Linked DNA regions of Oryctolagus cuniculus: region 2 is linked to region 1. The links are chromatin contacts, called in public Hi-C maps. All regions are on one chromosome and are shown on one strand. The core of a region is the stretch at or near the end of the contact, and the rest is flanking DNA. Distances in the headings are between cores, read along the strand shown.

Evidence for each region. A called contact is a pair of places that touch in the nucleus more often than the background predicts.
Region 2: a Hi-C map of skin fibroblasts shows a contact between it and region 1, with 2.6 times the contacts expected there. The contact joins two enhancer-like sites. A contact is called at or near these places in 4 of 6 Hi-C or Micro-C datasets (embryonic fibroblasts, liver, psoas muscle and 1 more).

What each region holds. Positions count from the first base shown.
Region 1 is chr20:13,820,844-13,827,577 of mOryCun1.1, reverse strand. The region is part of intron 7 of RAD51B (RAD51 paralog B); the gene reads right to left. Among named protein-coding and RNA genes, the nearest start is that of RAD51B, 110 kb to the right of the region's middle. Within about 2 kb of position 4,122, at least 1 of the 8 cell types and tissues checked has an H3K27ac peak or open chromatin away from gene starts, as enhancers often do.
Region 2 is chr20:13,917,943-13,924,676 of mOryCun1.1, reverse strand. All of the region lies in intron 7 of RAD51B (RAD51 paralog B), which reads right to left. Among named protein-coding and RNA genes, the nearest start is that of RAD51B, 210 kb to the right of the region's middle. Within about 2 kb of position 3,451, at least 1 of the 8 cell types and tissues checked has an H3K27ac peak or open chromatin away from gene starts, as enhancers often do.

The DNA of each region.
Region 1 (6,734 bases), core at 2,873-5,372:
CAGAATCTGGCGCCCCGACCGGGACTAGAACCCGGTGTGCCGGCGCCGCAGGCAGAGGATTAGCCTATTGAGCTGCGGTGCTGGCCATCATTAGTTTTTACTATATTCCAAAGATGTTTAAAGTGCATTGTATATTCTAGAATATAGGAAGATGGTGTTTCTATGACCAGAGAAGTCAAAATGTCCCCTAATCTGAACTGAATCTCAGATGGCCTCATAAGAGCCCCCTTTTGAAACAGGGATATACACACACATATTTCTGCAGAACATAGCAAATTACACTGAAGATAGAGAAGAAAACATGGACGGATGAAGGCAAATATTTAATGGAACATCTTCCATGGGCCAGACACTAAATGGAGCTAACGATACAAGGTACACAAAACAGAAACAGTCCCTGTGCTCATGAGGCTTACAACTGATTCTATGTCATTACTGTATTTTTCTCCCAGAAGAGTTATTTATATTGTAATCAATTCATGAATGAAAGCTGAACATGCTTGCATAAACCTATCTCCCAACCTCTGAAATAATCTGCTCCGCTAAGCAAGGGTCTAATCAACTTGATCTTCCCTTTTGTCTGTGTCTTTAGGTCATTTATTACTGATACATAACACTTGCCGGCACCGCGGCTCAATAGGCTAATCCTCCACCTAGCAGCGCTGGCACACCGGGTTCTAGTCCTGGTCGGGGCACCGGATTCTGTCCCAGTTGCCCCTCTTCCAGGCCAGCTCTCTGCTGTGGCCAGGGAGTGCAGTGGAGGATGGCCCAAGTGTTTGGGCCCTGCACCCGCATGGGAGACCAGGAGAAGCACCTGGCTCCTGCCTTCAGATCGGATCAGTGCCGTGCGCCGGCCGCAGCATGCCAGCAATGGTGGCCATTGGAGGGTGAACCAACAGCAAAAGGAAGACCTTTCTCTTGTCTCTCTCTCTCTCTCACTATCCACTCTGCCTGTCAAAAAATAAATAAATAAATAACACTGTACATTCAGTCATGAGGCCAGATAACATGGATGTTGTGAATGATGATAAGTTAATATCATTAAGTACTTGTGACGTTCTCGACATGCAAGAAACAGTTTGCTATTTTTTGTAGTCCTCACCATAATCCTATTTGGCAAGTATTAATACTATGTGTGACAGGGCTAGTATTAAAAGATCTACTGTTTCATAACAACAACAACAACAAAAAACCACAACCTAGGTCAAAATAAGGGACTTAAATACAACAAATTGAGATATCAAATTTTACTTCTTCCTTCTTCTATCTGGAACCATTTTTAATAGCTTAATCAGAACTATATAGCTGCAAGCTTAAGTTATAACCATCCTACTCTTCAGCAAAGAATATGCAAAACTGAGATATGGCAGGTGACAAGGGACGACAGAGGATGTCTACTCCCCAAGCTGCCAACCTACGTCCAGGTGGGAAAAGGCACCATATCAATTTGTATTATTAATACAAAATACTCATACCAAAGACTTCTTTGTAATCTTTTTAAAATTATTAGATTTAAGATTTATAAATTGATTTTTATTTTATGTTTATTTTATGTTTATTTCATTGAGAAAATATAATAACTTTTCTCTTTTCCTACTCCTTTCTATTTTATTTTCTAAAAATAATAATTCCTATAACTAAAAGGTTGAATTAGAAAGAAGCATTTTCAAATTTCCCAAAGGGTATCCTTAAACTCAAAACTATATACTACTCAGAGTTGAGAGTTCCAAAGCTCTATTGTTAAACATAGACTTTCAAATCCCAAATTCACTCAGAATTCCAATACTATAGTTCTTGAAAGGAGCCAAAACAATTCCTCCTTCTCCAAGATGCCTGTTAGGGAACAGAATTCTCTAACCATGGTCTTGAACTATACAAAATCTTGAAGATCTCTTTGGATAAAATCCTAATTACAACAATTCTTAACATCTTAAGGGTCATGACACGCATCAAGAACCTTATAAAAGTTATGGACTTCCTTCCCAAAAAAATACTACTAAGCATATGCTATGGTTTTTGCAAATCCTCTAGAGGTACCTGTGCTGAAAGCTTGGTCTCCCTGTAGTAGAGCTGGGAGAAGCTGGAACCTTTCGAGGTGGGGCCTACTGGTAGGTAATTAGGTCACTGAAGGCATCACCCTTGGAAGATGTTCAAGTGAGGCTTACAGAACCCCAGTTAATTCCCACAAGAGTGGGTTGTTACAAAGAGTGAGCTTGGCCCCTGATTTTCCCTGGCTTCCTGTATTGCCATGGGACCTTTTCCACAGACATTCACGCCAGTGGGGGAGGGTAATGGGGCCCCCCAATCTTAGAATTTCAACTTCCAAATCCCTGAGTTAAATAAACTCCTTTACAAACTACTCAGCGTCAGGTATTTTGTTATGCTGACTGAAGATGGATTAATACAGCATATACATACATGAATTTCACAAAATGTTAGGAGCTCCATGGACTTACTGTAGCCCAGTCAAGGACTTCAATTTCAAACTCTGCTCTGTGTTTCCTCATCACATACCCTTCAATAGCATACAACTTGATAAGAAAATCTAAGCTTTTAAAGAAAAATCAACTGAAGAAAAAATGTTAAATGTCCCAAGTTAAAAAGGGCACATGGCAATTAGGGGTATCAACAAATGGCACTAGGGAAGCCATCTAGAAATCACCAAGTCTTAGACTGTGCAAAAATTATATTAACTTCTTAGACTCCCACTATGAACACTTTGCTTTAGATATTTTAATACCTCTTCATCAGTGGAAAATTTTGACATTCTAGCATAGCCAGATTTTCCTTACTCTATCTGATTCTTATCTAGAAGACAGTTTAGTTTACATTGTTTTTAAATGTTGATTTATGATTTAACTGTCAGTGTTGCAGGGAGAAGGGAGGACTGCCTCTCCTTTGGCTACAATGAGTACATCTGATTAAATGTTTTAATGCAGGAATATAGCTAGGTATCATTCTTTCTGTAGTGAAAAGTCTCCCTGGTCTATCCAACAATGAAAATCATCTGTGTATCTTTTTTGTCCCACTCCCAAACCGGTAGATTGCAAAAAAAAACTCTGTCAATTTATCTCTCAATTATAAAAGTCCATGTAGGCGGCCGGCACCGTGGCTCAATAGGCTAATCCTCCGCCTTGCAGCGCCGGCACACCGGGTTCTAGTCCCGGTCGGGGCACCGGATTCTGTCCCAGTTGCCCCTCTTTCAGGCCAGCTCTCTGCTGTGGCCAGGGAGTGCAGTGGAGGATGGCCCAAGTCCTTGGGCCCTGTACCCCATGGGAGACCAAGAGAAGCACTTGGCTCCTGGCTTCAGATCAGCACGGTGCGCCGGCCACTGGAGGGTGACCCAACGGAAAAGGAAGACCTTTCTCTCTGTCTCTCACTGTCCACTCTGCCTGTCAAAAAAAAAAAAAAAAAAAGTCCATGTAGGCGGGGCCCAGGCAACTTTAAGTCACTATAGTTTGCCTGGTGCTTGGCAAGCCTGGAACATGGTAGGTGCTCAAAAAAATATAATTTTAATACATTGATGAAACTCTTGCAGCAACTACCAGTCAAGTACATAAATACTACTAAGTACATAAGGCTGGAAAGTTACTAAATATCCGATAGCTTATTTACTGATAAAATGAATGCAATTTTTGTAGAGTTCTTAGCAAGAGTAAACAAGACCAAGTGCATGAAGCAAGGTACAGTAGTATCAGAAATACTCCAAGAAGACAGACCCTGTGGAACAGCAAATTAATCTGCTCTTGGGATATCCACATCCCATATTGGAGTATGGGTTTGAGTTCCAACTACACTTCCAATGCAGCTTCCCGCTAATGTGCACCCTGGAAGGCAGCAGATGATGGCTCAAGTATATGAGTTTCTGCTACTCACAAGGGAAACTCAGATGGAGTTCCTGGCTCCTGGTTTCCAGTCTGGCCCCACCGTGGCTACTTTCAGTCACTTGAGGAATGAACCAGCAGATGGAAGATCTCTCTCTCTCTCTCTCTCTCTCTGTCACTCTACCTTTCAAATAAATAAAAACAAACTTTATAAAAAAAGAAAATACTATTAAAGAAGACTTCAAAAAGTTTATGAAATTGGATATTTTGAAAAAATTAGGGGCCAGTGCTGTGACGTAGCGGGTGGGGTCACCGCCTGCAGTACTGGCATCCAATATGGGCAACAGTTCGAGTCCCAGCTGCTCCACTTTCAATCCAGCTCTCTGCTATGGCCTGGGAAAGCAGTGGAAGATGGCCCAAGTCCTTGGGCCCCTGCACCTGCAAGGGAGACCCAGAAGAAACTCCTGGCTCCTGGCTTTGGATCAGCGTAGCTCTGGCCATTTTGAGCAGTTTGGGAGTGAGCCAGTGGATGGAAGACCTTTCTCTCTCTCTGCCTCTCCTTCTCTTTCTGTGTAACTCTTTCAGATAAATAAAAAAACTTTAAAAAAAATTATGCATGGATTTCAAAATTTTTATACTAAAACTTCATTTTTAATTCCATTTTCCATGAACTTTTTGAAATATCCACATGATATCCTTTAATATTGGCTTGTTAAATTAATATTTTAATACAAACAGATAAGTTTTAAAATACGACAATAGGAATTGATGTGATTCAAATTAACTTTACAACCACATTTTTAGAAACTAACAACAAAAGATTGAAAGAGTAGAAATATTAAAATTACAAACACAAAGAGGGGAAAAAACACTCAGAAATAAGGCAATGTTTTCAAAGAAAATAACTTCCTTATACATTTGTGGCTTAAAACACATCTAATACTTTCCAAGCACAAACCTAGCAAGTAGGATATTTATTTTTGCTGAAATTTTCCTCCAGTTCTGTCAAAAAAGTTCTTATTTCTTAGAGGCACACACTCTAAGATGAAACTGTTTTAATGGTGAGAAAAAAAGACTCATTAAAATGTGCTTTAGTTGTCTTTTTCCAGTTAGTACTGGTTTCTATAAAAACTAAGTCTAAGGCGCCATCTAGTGTGTCTGTTGTTCCTATCGCTTGTTGGTTTTAACCCGGAGTGCGGCAGAAATAAGAAATGTAGCAAATTTTAAATCTCTCACTTTAAAGTCCTATTTCAACAAAATGAAGAAAGTGTTCATTTTTTCCCATTAGACATGTTTAAATTTTTATTTATTTATTTTTTAAGAGGCAGAGTTTCCATTCCACTAGTTCACTCCCCTCAATGCCCACAATGGCTGGGGCCAGGTTTGTTAGAAGTTGGGAGCTGAGAACTCAACCCAGATTGCCAACATGACCAGCAATAACCCAACTACGTATGTCATTACCTGTTGCTTCCTAGAGTCCTCATTACCTGGAAGCTGGAATTGGGAGCTGGAGATGGACCCTGAACCCAGGCACTCTGATATGAGATGCAGACGTCTTACCCGCTAGGCCAAATGCCCATTCATCATTATATGTTTTTACACAATATAGTTGGTTGTAAATACCTATACACACACATACTCACACAAACAAATTATATATATTCACTCCATGTGTATCTAAGCAGCCATTTGCCTGTTTTCTTCTCCCTTTCTTCTAAAATAGGCCTGAATTCATCATAAAGTAGCACCATAGGGAACAAAATGTCTACCTCTATCATTAGAGGGGCATTAATAATAATAGTAAACTTTTATTGGAGCCTTTTACTGATTGCCACCAAACTTTTATTGATTGCCAAATGGTGTTCCAAGTGGTTTTCTCTTTTCAATGTTTATTTATTTATTTCCATCTACTTGAAAAGAAAAGAGACAGAGACAGAGAGATCTTCCATCTGTTGATTCACTCCCCAAATGCCTGCAAGAGCTAAGGCTGGACCAGGCCAGAGCCAGGGAGGGGCCAAAACTCAATTCTGGTCTCCTTTGTGAGTGGCAGCTTCCCAAGCAGTTGAGCTCTCATCTGCTCCCTTCCAAGATGCCTTAGCAGAAAGCTGGATCAGAGTGCAGTAGCTGGGACTTAAACTGGCCTTCTGATACAGGATTCAGGCGTCCCAAGTAGAAGCTTAACCTTCTGCAGCACTAAGATGTCGTCGAGTGCTTTTCCATTCAATGTCTCACTTAATCTTCACAAAAACTTCTGAGGAAGGTGCTTTGGTATCATCTCCACTTTACAGATAAGAGGGATTATTAAGTTCTTTGTGCAGGTCAACACAGCCAGTTAGCAACCAAACATTCTGGCTCTAGAAACCATTTCTTAACCATGACACCAAGCTTCCTTACTATCATTAGGTTCAAAATCATTAATCACATGTCTGCCATCAGAGCTGCATAAGACAATCCCAACAGCATACTTTATTTCAATATATGCTAACATTATTCTATCTTTTAGGCTTTTTGTTGCATCTGTTTTCAGAAAGTATTGGTTTATGCAGACAAAAACTTATTAAAAAATACCTGGGCTCTCTTCTGGAGATTCTGATTCTCTGTGTCTGAACTGGAATCCAGAGTCTGTTTTTAAACAAGTGCTGCCCTGCCGCCCAGACGACTCAGAGGCAGCCTAAGGCCTTGTCGCAGAACCAGGGAGCTGTATTTGACTGACACGTGCCCACTCTGTGAGAAAAAGGAATTTCTCTGCTTTTAGATAGAAGTTGTTTCTTGTGTTGAAACACAGAAAACCATGAAGTCAGAAGTCTGCCATAAACTTAAAAGCTACGGGAATTTGTACCTTTACAATGACTTTCAAAAAAGGATTGGTGGCCGGCGCCGCGGCTCACTAGGCTAATCCTCCGCCTTGCG
Region 2 (6,734 bases), core at 2,202-4,701, 98 kb before region 1:
CTAAATGGGCAGCAGAACTTATTCTCTTTTTCAGAAGATGCAGATCAAGCTTATGCATGTTAAACACAAATATGGCTACCTGAAACACTAACGGGCAACAAGATAAGGCATAAATAGCAGTTTGCTATCCTTGTAACATAAGTCATGGCAGGGAGACATAAAAGGAAGGTGCCAACACAGAAACAGAGTAAGTGACAAAAGGTGATAAGGCAAAAGAGTCAAGAGTAGGGAAACAAAGGCTGGGCTGAAGGAAAGACTATAATTGGCAGTAATGAGGCCGACTCCTGGGTTCCATCCTCTCACTTGACGGCATAGCAGGTGAGCGTCCTCATCGGCTAAAAAAATGTAATATTCCATTTCAGGTACAGAGCACAGCACCTAACACATAGTATATATTAGACACAGGAAATGTTAGTTATTACTATTATTGTTGATTAATAGCATCCACGCTGGACCTAAGAAGAAATGTTAATTTGAGAGATTTCTGGTATAGGATGTTCCAGATGTCAAAATGCTGCTCGTGACTTATTTCCTTAAGATGGGACAACTAATATATGTGATAGTTAACGTTCTAATTTCCCTAGAGGCTGAAGCAGAGTGAGATGAGGAGAACCCAGATCTGCCGGTCATCTTCAACAAAATCGGAATCTTAATTTGTTCATCTCATGTAACTTGCCTACCTGTGTGTACCATTTACACCTTAAAAATGCATTAAACCTTAGCAGTTTCCTTCTTAATTTTGTAAGCTATTAAGTTGACTCCCTTTACGTTACTCTAAAGAAACACTGAGCTACCAGAAAAGAAAAATACATGATTAAATATCAAATCAACTTGAAAACCCTGTTCACTCTCTCCAGTAAAGAAAAATTCCATTAGTAACTAAAATAACAAAGTCTCACATTATGAGCAAAGTGCAGGAGAGAGCACTCTTGTGGTAAAGTCTTAAAAATGTGAAAATTAGAGTCCCGGCTGCTCCACTTCTGATCCAGCTCCCTGCTAATGTGTCCGGGAAAGAAGCGGAGGATGGCCTGAGTGCTTGGGCCCCTGTACCCACACGGGAGACCCAGAAGTAGCTCCTGACACCTGGCTTCAGCATGGCCCAGCCTCAGCCATTGTGGCCATTTGGGGAGTGAATCAGCGGATGGAAGATTTCTGTCTCTTCCTCTCTCTTTCTCTCTCTCTTTCTCTCCTCTCCAACTTTGCCTTTCAAAATAAATAAAATGTTTTTAAAGAAACTATTCAAAATGTGAAAATTCATCTAGCAACTTCACTTCTAGGTGTTTATCTGCCAAAATAATCAAGGCTGTGCATAAGAATTTACCCATGAGAACATTCCCTATAGCACACCTTTGATAGCAAAGAAAAAAAAAAAAAAGTACTGAAAAGGAGGAAACAACCTAAATTTCAAAAAATGACACTGAAATAAATGATGGCAAATTTGTTTAAATATCATATAGCCATTAAAAATCATGTTGAAGAAGAACTTAGTAGGACAGAGAAAATGTTCAATATGTATTTTTATTTAAATTTAAAAAGCAGATCTCCTTTTTCATAAATTTCTTGGGTATTTTTATGCTTTAATTTTTCTATATAAACCTTAACATTACTTTATCTACTTTTTAAGAAAACTGGGATTCTAGAAGTCTGGCAACAGCTTCCTTTTAGCTTACTCTTAAATATTTCAAAGATTTTTGGCAACTGTGAAGGAGACAGTTATTCTTTCTGTTTACTGCTGGTTATTTAATGGTGCAGAGAAAAGCTATTTATATATATAAATATTTACTTGTAAATATATTTGCAAATATATATATTTGATAATTCAACTTCTAATCAAATTTTTTCTACTTAATTCCCTTCCCTTGTTAATATTTCTCCTACAAGGGCTGGCACTGTGGCATAATGGGTAAGGCTGCTCCCTGTAGTACAGGCATCCCATATGGGTGCCTGTTTGAGACCCGACTGCTCTACTTCCAATCAAGCTCTCTGCTGTGGCCTGGGAAAGCAGTGGAAAATGGTCCAAGTCCTTAGGACCCCACATTCAGATGGGAGACCCAGAAGCTCCCGGCTCCTGGCTTCAGATCAACCCAGCTTCCGCTGTTGCAGCCATTTGGGGAGTGAATCAGGGGATGGAAGATTTCTCTTTCTCTCTGCCTCTGCCTCTCTGTAACTCTTTCAAATAAATAAATCTTTAAAAAATATTTTTCCTACAGTTGCCATAAGCATTCTCTTGGAAGGATTTTAATAGAAAAATACACTCCCTTCTCATTTATATCACTAACTATGGTATACTTATCTATGACTCAATGGGCCTGGTAAATATTTAGAGAGACACACAGCTTGTTCATGGGTATGCCTAAAGAGATGGTGGAAAGTGAGGAAGGAGATGGAAGGTAAATTTCTTCTCAAAAAAAATTTGCATTTTTTATAGGGACACTCAAAAAAGTCAGAGTTATGGAGAAAGAGGGAGAGAGAAAGAGAGATATCTTCCATTTGCTGGTTCACTCCCTAGATGGCCCCAAAGCCTGGGCTGGACCAGGTCGAAGCCAGGAACCAGGAGCTTCATCAAGGTCTCCCACATGCGTTTCAGGACCCAAACACTTGGGCCATCTGCTGCTGCTTTTCCCCAGGCACATTAGCGGGGAGTTGGGTCAGAAGTGGAGCCACCAGGACACAAACCGGCACCCACATGGGATGTCAGCATTCTACTACCCCACAATGCCAGCCAAAGGAATCAGTTTTTGAAGGGTACTGGCCTTACTGTGATGGCCTCTGTGATGACAGTTTGTAATGCAGTTGAGAAAATAGGTTCCATGAAATCATGGCTTCATCTGTATGATGCTGTCTTACTGTCTTTCGGGGGAAGTACTGAGAAAGGAAAGACCTAGTTGGACGGAATCAGGATTATGCGACAGGATAAAGAGGACTTGAGGGCTAGAATGCTTTGAATAATTAAAAAGCAAGGATTCTCTAGACCTGTGAGAAACTACAATTAAAGGTATACAAGTAGAAATACATGCCCAAAGGAATTTCATGCTAAAGTGTACCAGCAGGGTGCAGGCAAATCACAGAGGCCCCTGAAGGACTAGCTGAGAAATGCAGTCTCCATTCTCAAGGCATTCTCCAGTAGGAGAGTGACAGGAGGAAAACACTTTAGAAAGACAAAGCTGGAGATGGCATGTAAGAGGATGAGGCATGGAGGAAGAAGCAAGGGGGCGGATTAGCAGGCTGACAGTCACAAAGGCCTGGATTGGAATCTTGCCATGGCAATGGACACACAAGGGCAAAACCAAGAGGTATGTTGAAGGATTGTTTGGCAACTCTTGCTATAAAATCTCAGAATCTTTATAGCAGTTCCAAGGAGGCCTGGGACCCACCCTGGAGCCACCACCAATTGCCTGCCTGGAGGGAAGCTGGACGCTTGGAACCTAGAAGGTGAAGGACAGGCAAGGAGTGACTCAGAGGAGGTCTGGGGGAGACGCTCTGGGGCTGGTGGACGCGTTGGGGCCCTTAGTTGAATGGGTTTTCCTGGGCAGGTGTCAGTACAAACTCTGCTCCCTCCATTGTGTCCTGGCATCTTTACAGGGAAGAGCTGGCCTGGTCCTGGGCCTCTAACACTATCAAAGTCTCCAAGCCACTGATTCCGGGTCCAGTGCTATCATATGAGCTCTGGGTAGGCTGATCTTAACCTCTTATTAAGCACCTAAAGAATGTTTTGATTACTCACGGTGTAGCTATCTAAATATTGTAAAATTCAGTCACTCCCTTGTATATTTCATCTAGGCGTTGGAGGAGTGAACACCCAACAAATATTTCCATATCATTTTCAAAGCAGACTTTCCTCTGATAAGACTTCACTGTTTCAAACTTGTTGACACACTAAATGCTGCAGATAAAATTTCAATTAAAAATAGTTCATTCTTTAAAGAGGTCAAGTTCCTCTTTCTTCCCTCCAAAATAAAACCTCAAGAAGACAGAGCAAACACGAGAGAGCCCACACTCAAGCTTTCTGGTTTTCTTCACTGTGGTCTCCATTCCATTCATACATTGAAGCCCACTTAAAGAATATTCACCCTCACCCACACATAGAGTTTCATAACACACATTCGCCATACATTTTGGAGAGACCTCTCGCATGGGTGCATTCCAAAAGTGTTCACAGCAAAATAAACTTACATTTAGCTCCATTTCCATGAACTTTCTCAAGTACTTTCATATTTGTTAAATAGTTAACACAGTGACTGGTGTATTAGAATTCTCAAAATGATTACGTAAAGTACTAGTTGATGAAAACAGCAGCAGCCCAAGGAAGAGTTTAGTCATCATAGGAGTTCAAGGACGTCAAAGACATGGGAAAGATTAGACAGAATTATACGAAAAAGCAGTCATTCTCTCGGGGTGATGGTGTGACAGATGATGCTCTTTCCTCTTTATTTTTCCTTTCCTCATTCTTTTCAAATTCAGTACAAAAGATACTTGCTTGTTTTATGGTTATACTTTGAAATTTCCTAACACTAGCAGAATTCTGAACAGAATGGGTGGTAGAGGGATTTATTGTCTCTGGTAAGTGGAAACCCATAGTTTTCGTTCTCTCTCTGTTCACTTTGTTTTAAAGATGGTTTCTTAAAAAAAAAAAAAAAAAAAAAAAAAAAACTTTTTAATTTATTTGCAAAGCAGAGACACAGAGAGAGCTCGTATCCACTAGTTCATTCCCCAATAGCCTGGACTGGGACTGGGCTGAGACCGGGACTTGGCTGAGACCGGGACTTGGCATAGGTCAAAGCCAGGAGACAGGAATCTAACCTCTACAATACAATCTCCTTCCCACAGAGGTGGCAGGGACATGACAGCTTGAGCCATCACCACTCCTCTTAGGGTCTGTACTACCAGGAAACTGGAATCAGGAGCGGAGCTGGGGGACCCACAATGTGGCATAGTAGGTAAAGCTGCCACTTGCAGTACCAGCATATGGGCTCTGGTTCGTGTCCCAGCTGCTCCACTTCCAATCCAGCTCCCCGCTAATGGCCTGGGAAAAGCAGTGGAGAATGGCCCAAGTGTTTGGGTCCCTCTATCCATGTGGGACACCCAGATGAAGCTCCTGGCTCCTTGCTTTGGCCTTCCCCAGCCCTGGCTGTTGTGGCCATGTGGGCTGGAGAGTGAACCAGCAAATGGAAGATATCTCTGTCTCTCCTTCTCTCTCTATAGCTCTTTTAGATAAATAAATAAATAAATCTTTAACAACAACAAAAAAAGGATTGGAGCTGGGTATCAAACCCAATAACTCCCTCATGGTTCATAGACATCTAACCACTTGGCTAGATGCCCACCCATCTCTCTTTTTTTTTTTTCTCTCTTGTTTTTTGTTGTTGTTGTTGTTGTTCTTATTTATTTTATTTAAGGTATGCAAATTTCATGCATTTCATATATACAGGTTTAGGAACATACTGATACTTCCCACCCTACCCTTGTCCTACTCACACTCGTACCCTTCCTCCTCCTTCCTCCCTTATTCCCTCTCTTAATTTTTACAATGATCTACTTTGAGTTTACTTTATACTCATAAGATTAAACTTATACTAAGTAAAGAGTTCAACAAATAGTAAGAAAAAAAGCACTGTTGCTCAACATAGAGACAAGGGCTATAAACAATCATCAGATCTCAAAATGTCAATTCTTTAAATTACATTTTTTGGGGACCAGCTCTGTGGCATAGCAGGTAAAGCTACTGCCTGCAGCGCCAGCATCCCATATGGGCACAGGTTCAAGTCCTGGCTGCTCCACTTCTGATCCAGTTCTCTGCTATGGCCTAGGAAAGCAGCGGAAGATGGCCCAAGTCTTTGGGCCTCTACACCCATGTGGGAGACCCGGAAGAAGCTCCTGGCTCCTGGCTTCAGATCGGTTCAGCTCCTGCTGTTGCAACCATGTGAAGAGCAAACCAGAGGATGGAAGACCTCTCCCTCTCTCTCTTTCTCTACCTTTCTCTGTAACTCTTCTTCAAATAAATAAAATAAAATAAATCTTAATAAAAAAAGAATACAAATTTTAAATGTAATATAAAGACTTAAGGTTTCTGTTTAAAAGTAAGCTTTTTATTTATATAGCTATAAATAAATAAAACTTACTCATGTGGTCCATATTATAATAAAAGCCTCCTGTAGTGAGTATATGATGTGAGCATGCCTCTTAATGGAAACATGGGAAATGCTAGAATCCAAAAAAGAAAATTCCAGAGCCCTAAGAGCCTTTCTTTAAAAACACTTTTAAAAGTACAGTTGCCATAAACACATCCAGTGAGCTTAAACTGGACCTCTAAATAATTTCATCTGATTTATGGAGAAGTGTCAACAATCAGTCCAATTTAAACTGAAAGCCATAGAAAGCATGGGTGGTTTTGAAAGTTTTGCAGAGCAATGCTCTAAAAGGTTACCAGATGAACTAACCGTGCCACAGAACCTTTTTCTCTGCGACGGACAGGATATTCTGGGATCTCCAGGGGAGGAGCCAGGACTGTGCAGGTCCTGCTGCTGCACCCGAAGAGAAAATCAAGGAAAGCCTCCACTTCCAACCCGAAAGAATTAAAGTACTGAGGGGCGAGTTTGGCCTGGCAATTAAATGCAGTAGGGAGGCTTGCATTCCCTTATCAGAGTGCCTGGGTTTGAGTCCTGACTCTGTCCCAGCTCCTGACTCCTGCTTCCTGCTAACATGCACTCTGTGGGGCAGGCCTGGTCCACCAATTC